Linked DNA regions of Mus musculus: region 1 is linked to region 2. The links are chromatin contacts, called in public HiChIP or PLAC-seq maps. All regions are on one chromosome and are shown on one strand. Each heading gives the region's core, a stretch centred on a gene start, on an enhancer-like site or on the middle of the called end of the contact. The rest is flanking DNA. Distances are from core to core; before and after follow the strand shown.

Region 1 (4,542 bases), core at 742-3,241, 230 kb before region 2:
CATAAAATACTGAACTGGGATTTACTGTCTTTAGATTCTGGGATATCATTACAATACCACTTTTTATTAAATATTTTCTTATGCAAAGTGAAGAATCCACATTGCTGGGGAGTGCTCCTTCTCCTTAGGTGTGTTTGGGGCTAAAGGAGCGAATCCCAGATCAGATGCATGGTAGAAGCTCTGCTTTGGAAGGGAGGTGGGGATACACCTCCTCCTCCTTTCGGTTAAATTTAACATGTTACACAATTGATTGTCTGTATCTTGCACCTGATAGGAAAGACCTGGGTGTACCCTGGAACTCTATGGAAGGAAGTGTGAGCATTGGAAAGCTCTATCTGTCTGTAGAGTTGATTTTTCACACAATAGCCATTCAGATGATTTCTGTGAGACCAAAGAAAAACATACCTTTTATACAGTATTTTATTTAAATAAACACAGATTATATAAATATGGCCAGAAAACATTATTTGCTTTTTAAAACAGTAAATATTTTCCTCTAAGTAGGAACTGACATGAACTGGTAACTAATGGAATCTGAACTTAGCCAAGGCCATCCCAATCCAAACTGGACTTGCCTATTTGCTTTTCATCTCCCTGGATAAATGATCCTGGCAGATCCAGCTGTCCCAATGGCCAACTGTGGAAGTGCCACCATAAAAATGCTTGACTGACTACCTCGGCTTTTCCCAAGACTTCGCTGGTTTCTTCCTTATGCTGTTGCCCCGCCAGATGCACAGATGTCAACTGTCTCTCTGGAATGCAAGAAATACCAAGCACATAGAAGGAAGGCTCTGATCACTTGGTGCGATGGGTGACTTCTGGGCAGCTTGGGATTCCTGTCACCTCATAATTTTTTACTACAAAGCTTTTTCATTATAAAGCTACTATTACCACATTATAAAATTTGGACAGAGAGGAAAATGGCCTATGATCCCATCTTCCTAGGAGGTTAGGTTCAATCTCTGTACTAGGTACGCTGCTTGTCTCCCCTCAGGGCTCTCCTGCTATAGCTTTATGACACCATCTACTCTTTATTTATTCTCTTGTCCTTTAAAAATAGGTTAGCAGTAATTCATATAAATGCTTATTATGAGACAGGCAACTCCATGTGGTAGCCTGATCAAAACCAGCAGCATGTCCTCCTGACTTTCCAATTTCTACCTGTGGATATTTCCCCACCATCCAGGATGACCCACCTCTGTCTCTTCTTTGTCCCTTCTGCCACCTGTTTCCACAGATTCTTCTCTTTCTCGTCTCTGTTACCTCACTCCTCACGGATCTTGCTTATAATCTCCAGTCCAGGTCTGTATGCCTATACGTGTGACTTTTTCTGGCATTTTCCTGGCCTACCTCTTCTCCTTTTCCTTTAGTCTTTTGATAACTTATTTCTCCCTGCTGTGGCTGAATTCCTGCAGAACAATGTCTATGTGATTTTGTATGGTCTGACAAATAAAGAACATTACTTGCTGCTCATCTGCTTTTCTTGCAGCATTTTCTCCATGAAACCTTTGCCCTCACACTTGCATAGCAGAAGTGTGAAGTGGCCCTGCAGAGTGAGTGAGGAAGGACATATGCTAGCTCCCTGCTCTCCCTGCAAGTTCAAGAGTTTGAGGCTATCAGAGATAGAGAAACAGATATTAGACTTCTGCTATAAACAACTTAAAACTAGAGAGAATAAACGGAACAGCTGTTTTCAACCACTAACAGAGAGGAGCAATAACCCCAGGAGATGAAGGCCCAGCATCACCAGGTCTCTGCCTTGGGTACTGTTCATATTGGTGTTTTAGAGAGTAGGATCTGCAGAGAGAGGAGGCTTGTTCAAGCAAGAGGTGCACAGCAGAGCGTAATCAGAATGTAAGGCGTTGGGCCAAAGTTTGCTCTTGTAAATAGGCTGTCCTAATTTTAGATTATAGAAACACAACTGAGAGTACTGTGCTGAAGATACAGCTCAGTAACAGAGTGTTGCCTAGCACGCATGAGTCTTATGCACAGGATTATTTGTGGGGTGGGTGGAGAGAGCTCCTACTAAAAGAAGCTAAGCAGTTTTAGGCAGCATGTTCTGTCTCTTAGCTTCTGTCTGATAATCATCACTATTTATTGCAACAGAGAAGGAAACACTGAGGTTTGCACCAGAAGAAGATGAGGGGTGAATACTTTGAAGGTAGGCCATCAATGCTCTGTGGCAGACAAACATAAAAAGTTATGCATACCTCACTGGTACACCATCAAAGGCCATGTTAGTCTAAAGTAATCTTCAAGAATAATAAATGTCATAGTAGTCACCAAGGCACCCCTAAGAAAAGGGTCAGACATACCTAGAAAATGTATCTGCAGGGATGGAGAGAACTGTTAGGGGTTTTTTCCTCACACTGTCTCCAAGTCTTTCGACAATCAGCTGCTACTATTCTGTCTACTACAATCATCCATGACTGAGACCCTGACTTTTTGAAAAGTCAGTTGGCCATTCACAATCTTTTTTTTTTAAGAATTATTTTATGTATGTGAGTACACTGTCGCTGTCTTCAGACACAGTAGAAGAAGGCATTGGATCCCATTACAGATGGTTGTGAGCCACCATGTGGCTGCTGGGAGTTGAACTCAGGACCTCTGGAAGAGCAGTCAGTGCTCTTAACCACTGAGCCACCTCTCCAGCCCTCACAGTCTTTTTAATAGACAAAGAGCTACATGGTATAGAGGGGCTTCTGCAAGTCAGGCCTAGACAACCATGTCTTAGGAGGTAGTGTCTGCTGCCACCCCACTCTACTTAGCTTGTATAGCCAATTTCGGGACTGAAGCAACCCCGTCCTTGCCCATTAGGCTGCTGAAACAGCACAAGGAAGCCTGACATGGGTGTACAGCACACGGGTGTGCAGGTTGCTACGGCACAGAGTAGCAGAGGAATGTCTATCCTACCATCAGTGAGCCGCCTGCAGGCGAGGGCATCATCAAGGTCGCGAGCAGTTGATGGATCAATGGTGAAGATACAGTCTTTCCTAGGAAAGATGGAAAACAGAATTATCACAAATAATCCACTGTCACAGAATGTTAAAGAACAGTTGTTTTGCACATAAGGAGAGAGAAATGTGAGGCTAGGAGAGTCAGAGATGTGATCACCATTCTCTTCCTCTTTGTGACTTGACTCAAACTTCTCCTTGCCCCAAGAGAGAACAGGTACCATCAGGCAGCAGGGAGGTTTGATCTGTGGCCTCCCTGTCAATGGGGATGGGATCAGGTCCTTCAAGGATCAGCTACAGATACTTTTCTGCACCCTCTCTCATTCAGGTAAACAGAGTATGCCAAAGAATGTTACGTGGTATCTGAGACAGGGACAGGACTCAGGAATAGTTATTAAAAAAATGGGGCCAAATAGTTAATCTGGCTAAGCATAATATAATTCTATTATACCATATCAGAAACATTCCAGATCACAGTTTGTGTCCCTGGGACAGCCAACTGCCTCACTCAGAACACACACAAAAGGTTGAATGTGGTAAACACATCTATAACTCCAGCACTCCTATGGAATATGCGATAAAAGAACTGCCCAGAAGCTCATGGGTCAGCTGGCCTGGGGTGCACAGTATGACAGAAACAAAAAGAGAGACCCTGCTTCAAAAAGGTGGAAGGGGAGGATCTACCCGTGAAAATTTTGCTATGGCTTCTATACATACACTACAGCAAGCTGAAGACACTATATACTTCAGATAGGACTAAGAGGACCTGAGCTGGATCTGACTGGAAAACCTCCTCTCTGGAACTAGCTTTCATTATACCAGAGGGCATTATGCAAGTTTCCAAGGAAGAGAAGCAAACAAAAGTCCTACTTAGCTATATGGGTATACAGCATGTAGATGTGTAGGCTGCCTACTGCACAGAGCAGCAGAGGAATTTCTATCTTACTGTCAGTGAGCCTGCAGGAGAGGGAGTTATGATGCGTATAAACAACAACAATGAACATCATGGCAAGATTAACACTAAAGGTGCAGTAATGGCATGTATAGCTTGATGGTAAACAAGAGCTCTCTAACTGAGCACCAAGGCCATCAACTAGAGAGAAAGCATGCCTAGTACTAGAAACCTAACTATCTATGGATAGTGAAGTCAGGATCTACTAAACCAGCATAATCCCTAACTACATTTGAAAAATTTATCCTTATACCCACAGGTAGCCAGTGGGATGAAGCTTCCAGGTTGATACTAGCTTGATCTCCCAAGTCCTATGAATTCTGGAGGCGACCAAGAGCAATGCGCCTTTAATGTTTGTATGTGGGGGAGGGTCTAGAATAACTTCATTTCAACTCTTTTTATCTATCTATGTATATATGTACATGCATATTCTACAGTAATATGTTTCCATATGGCAATTTCAAAAGTCTGTTATTCTTTCCCATATTCCTTTCTCTACCCTGTCCTTCTAACATCTACCCCATTTTTAAAAAGATGTATTTATTTGATGTTATTATGTATGCCTGAGTGTATTAGTGTATTACATGAATGTAGTATCAACAGAGGCCAGAAGAAGGCATTGGGTCCCTTGAAGCT
Region 2 (5,039 bases), core at 176-2,675:
GTAATTGGTTGCTGAGTAACCATTGTTTTTGCTGTCTCCTGACACAGCGCCTGCTACACATTAAACACTCAAAAATAAAGAATATCAGTCAAAGAGCAAAATTTCCACAAGACTCTTAAGTCTCACGTATTAAACAGTAACTCTGCTTAAACTGTTGTGTTTTACATAAAAATAAGACTGACTGCAGAAGCAAAAGATCTAGACGGGGTAAGAACATGGTGTGTTCTTAAAGAAATGGATCAGGATCAGAGTGACTTTAATTTTTTAAATAAGAACTAAACCACGTGAAAACGTTTCCCAAGCCCTAAAGAATATTATTTACAAAATTATTTCATTCGCTCAGTTCCCTCCAATACATAGTGTATCTATCCTTTAGAGGCAAATCAACTATGTTCCTAAAAGTCCCACCCCCTAACCTACTACACAGCACTGAATACCTACCACATAGATTGTATTTAATCATATGTCATCTTCTTGTTTTCCCAATGGTGGAATGTGTACAACCTCGTATGTCTTCTAAAACTTATTTCAAGTGCATTAACACTACAGGTGCTTAGTACTGAAACTAAATGATACCATTTTCAATGATGAATCTCAAAAGGCTCCTGAATTTTATTCCTAAATAATTCTGCAAATTGTTCACAGCTATGTTTTCACGCCATCATTCTATTAAGAACAGCAATGTCTAAGGTCTTTTTGGTGTCACTTGTCCAAACTCAAAAGAGGTTTTCGGTGCCACTGTTATCTTTTGAAGTGTAAATCAGAGATATATTTACACCTGGCCCTATTTAACGGAGTAAATTTTACTTGCAATCTTTCCCAAGATTAGTCAGGTCCCAGGACGTCCCTTCTGTATAAAACTGGACACCACAACAGCTAAAATACAATATACTGTCCACAGCTCATTCCTAACTGCAAAGCTAACTCCCGGGGAAATAAATGCTCGGTTCAAAGCGTATAGACACCTGATAAAGTCTATATCACTTTGGAAAGCTCGGGTGATCAGCAAGCGCTGCCGCTCATCACTCCGGAGGCACCACAAGCCTATCAGCCTCCATCAGGACCCACGAGAGAACACGTCCCCAGGTGCCCCAAGCCTCGGAAAGTCGCGGCTTCCCAGACACCGACTCCAGTCCCCTCTCCCTCCTCTCGCACTGAACTGAAATATAAAAAGTTAGGGCCCACGGGGCGTGAGGAGCCTGAGGCCGGGTCGGGGCCGGCGGAAGGCGACCAGAGGCGCCGCGGTCGGGCGCCCCGTGAGGCTAGGACGCACGGTCCCGGCCGCGAAACGCGGCGCGGAGGGAAGGCCAGGCCGGACGGCCGGGGCGTGCGCAGGGGGAGGGGGCAGGAGCCTCACCGTCGCTCCCGGGAGGCCGGCGGCGCCGCAGACCCGCAGTTGCTAGGGAGAATGCGCTTCCGGGTCACGAGCGAGCGTTCCGAGAGCGACGGTGGCCGGGTTGAGCCAAGAGCGAAGCGCGGGGCTAGTGGGCGGTGGAGGCGGTGGTCGCTGCAGGACCACGGGATTGAATGAGGGGCGGTACGAGGCTCATCCCGCGTGGGCGGCTCCCGCCTTAGCGACAGCAGCCTTTCTGACTGGGGTCCCTCTCGCGCTATCTGGATCCTAAACCCACCACCCAGCCGTTGTCACGTTGCAGGTTCCACCTGACTTTTGGATGCTCTCAGCACCAACGCCACCACCTTCCTAGTTACCAAGTCTTTATTCATCCAAGCATTGGCCCATCACTCCTTCACTGGACACCTGTACAGGACTAGGTGCATTGTTGGCACGCGCAGGCTGGTAACCAGAGAGGTGACAGTGTCCAGCTAGCTCAGATGAGCGAAGGAAGCTATAAAGCCTGTGCGAGAAAGGCTAGCCTAGGCAAAAGAAGAGAAGAGCAAAGAAACCTCAACCAAGTGGAGGGGGAGAGAAAGTGGGTCAAGCCATGGAATACCTGCAATGTGGTGTTAAGGCTGCAGGAAGGCAGCATGGCCTGATAGGCAAATGGATCAAAAATTGAAAACATGAGGACTCTGAACCACAGAGAAGGAAACCCAAAGAGCGTCCTGGGAAGTATGAAAAGGAAACAAACAAACAAAAAAAGTTAGTGAGGAGCTGGTCACAGCTGCCAACTGTTGTGGAGATCATGTGTTCAGTGATGCCAGTAGAATAATCAAAATTCAATACTACAATGTCAAAGTAGGGAGTGGAGTGCACTTCATTGGACTGTGAGTCTTTTCATGATTGGTTTAACCAGCTGTCTACGTGTGAAGGAGGCAGCTTCGTTTTTCTCCATGTAGCGTCAAGAAAAGAAGATATGGGAAACTTCTGGATTTCTTCCTGCTTTAAGAAGCCCCACCTTGGTATAACTTCCATGCTTGCTTAAGGAATGAGCCTGCGGATTCTTATTTTATTTTATTTTTTCTCGCTCCTCCTCAGATCCTTTCAGAACCCTTAGACAAACTTGCGTGTAAGCAAACCTTGCCTGTTCTAACTGCAGAGAATAAATGGCAGAGGTTTGGGGATTCTGTGACTAGTAAGCAGGATAGTGGAAACAGGGATGGGGAAATCCAGTAGAGACAAAGAACAAAGGATTGGAAAAACAAACAAACAAACAAATGGGGTATGGGTGGGGGGCAGAAATGGGAGGTGAGCTAAGAAAACCAAAAATAAACTCAAGAATAGAATGGCAAGGACAAAGGAAGGAGAGTCAAGATCATTAGTGTCTAAGACCACATTTTGACTGAACATCTGGTGTGAAGGCTGAGTGCATGTACTACCATGACTCCTAAGTCTAGTGAGCCTGTCTTCCTCATGTGAGCTGAAGGAAGTCCACAGCACACTTTGTAGTGGATGGGGGCTAAGAGCCTTGCTCCACATGCCTTTCTGGTCCATGTATAATCCTCCTAGAACAAGGGTGCCCTTAAGCTCTTCCAAAGGATTTAGAAATAATGATTTCCTGTGAAAAACTGTGAGTCTTTTCACAATTGGTTTAACCAGCTGTCTATGAAAGTAAACCAAGTAAACGGTTTTAAATGTGTGGCTGAAGAATACAGGAACGATATAGTCAAGAGAGCTATCTTAATCTATTCTCACTGCAGAAACGAAATACCAGAGACTGAGTGGTCTGTGAGCAGAGGCTGGGAAAGCCAAAATTAAGTCACAGACCCTTGTCAGTGTCTGATGTGAGCCACTTCCTGACTGATCATCAGGAATCTGCTCGCCATATTCCCGAAAGACAGAAAATACAAATACGGACTCTAGAATCTATTACAAGGAGACTGTTCCATTCATGGAGACTAGATGCCCATGACTTAATCATCAATCAATAACTCTGCCTCCCGATACTGTCTCTTTAGGTGTTGGGGAGGTGGGGAAGGACAGACATTCATTTTATAGCAAAGGCCTAGATATAATACAGCAAACCAGGACCAGTAAGTAGTGATGGTTTGATAAAAGTAAGCCATATCACTTGTTTTGTGAATAAAAGGTATAAAGCCACCTCATGATCTAGAGAAGAGAAGGCCCAAACGCATGAGTCGGTGAATTCTGTCTAGCATATACCTTAGAGTGTATTCTGAAGAAGGGTCAGGTGATTCATTAGGCCCCATTTGGTTGGGTTTCTGTTGGATGTCAGTGGTGTCATAAGAAACGGGAAGGCCTAATTAGCTCTACCCTTCAACATGGTAAGCCTAATCTATGTTTGGTTTCTGGGTGATTGACAGTCCATTAATGATGCAAAGTGCTTTGAGAAATGTCTCCAAATACCCAGCATATGAACAGAACCACAACTCCCATGCCCTGCTGGGATATGAAAAGAGCCTCCAGCCTCCAGAAGCACACCAGTTTGATTTTAGGAGGCCTTGTGTCTACACCTTGGTCTTGTCTGCTGTAACAACCATAAGCTGGGAACCTTAAACAACAGAAATGTACACAATTCCTGAAGTTGTGAACTCTAAGGTTAAAGTGTTGGCAGATTGTCTGGTCGGGACCGACTTCCTATTTCCTGCCTTGTCCTGATCAGACAGGAAAAGAACCAGTTGGCTTTCTACATTCTCATAAAAATACCAATCCCATTCTTGATGTCTTCACCCTTGTGTTGCAATCACCTTCCAAAGCTCCAGCTCCTATTACCTTGGACCAGTTTTCAGAATATGAATTTGGAAGGACATAAACCTGCAGTCTGTGACCTTGCTCTTAAACCCCATTTCACTGATGAGTTAAGGACTTAGAAGGAGCCGCTGTTGTCCTAGAGATTTCCAGGGTAGGTTAATCTTGATTATTGACCACCATTGCCTCTGCTCAGGATTCCGTGTTAATACCCACCCAGTCACAACAGCAGGCATTAAGGAGTGGTCGATAACTGCACGTTCCCTATCACCACATCTTTACACATTCTGCCATCAGCTGGTCCCAGAAGTTGTCTTTTTCCATCCATTCAATTCCATTGGCATCAGAGACAGGGAAGAGAGCAGTTACTAAGCAACCTGGGATCAATTAAAAAAAAAAAAGTGTTGTAATCTCAAAGATAAACCCAGGCGACAGAGGCAGCGTGTACATACACATTCGTGGGAGTAAGTGGGTGAAAGAGTGCAGCGACCAAACCAAACGCCACAGGAACTCCAGGGAGATAAGGCAGGACCAGTTCATTCAGCAGCTTGACCTAACTGCTGTGTGCTAATCTCATCACACAGGAGGTAAAGGATCTGGGGAGGGTGTGAAATAGGTGAGAACTGAAACCATTCCAAGAAGCAAAGTAAAGTTATGCTAGCTGGCCTGGAGGGCTCTGGGGAGACTTCAGATCATAAAGACCGCATAGGTGGACTGGGTGCATGGGCAACGAGCTGTGGACAAGCAATAAGGATGTCTCAAGGTCTCACTACCTGGCCCAGCCTCTTCCTCGACGCACCTACACCCACCCAGACCACTGCTTCCAACTGGAAGCCATGCTCTGTATTCTGGTTTTGTTCTTGTTTTACTATATATAAATGCTTGGCTTCTTTCTTTCTTTCTTCCTTTCTTTCTTTCATTCTTTCTTTCT

Evidence for each region. HiChIP or PLAC-seq counts read pairs in DNA pulled down with a chosen protein or histone mark.
Region 1: a contact with region 2 is called in an H3K27ac HiChIP or PLAC-seq map of heart atrium, with 7 times the contacts expected there. The contact joins the enhancer-like site here to the promoter of Dis3l2 in region 2. A contact is called at or near these places in 1 of 484 Hi-C or Micro-C datasets (embryonic stem cells), 10 of 115 datasets of contacts at active chromatin or transcription factors (bone marrow-derived macrophages, embryonic stem cells, heart atrium and 2 more) and 2 of 9 other capture datasets (adipose tissue and embryonic stem cells).

The regions. Positions count from the first base shown.
Region 1 is chr1:86,929,205-86,933,746 of GRCm38.p6, reverse strand. Dis3l2 (DIS3 like 3'-5' exoribonuclease 2) reads right to left here. Exons shown (of 21, transcript NM_153530.2): 10 at 2,914-2,993. Among named protein-coding and RNA genes, the nearest start is that of Gm41909, 3.4 kb to the right of the region's middle. Within about 2 kb of position 1,991, at least 17 of the 459 cell types and tissues checked have an H3K27ac peak or open chromatin away from gene starts, as enhancers often do. A contact at or near this core is called in heart atrium, where this site is marked.
Region 2 is chr1:86,700,190-86,705,228 of GRCm38.p6, reverse strand. Dis3l2 (DIS3 like 3'-5' exoribonuclease 2) reads right to left here and starts at 1,425. Exons shown (of 21, transcript NM_153530.2): 1 at 1,358-1,425.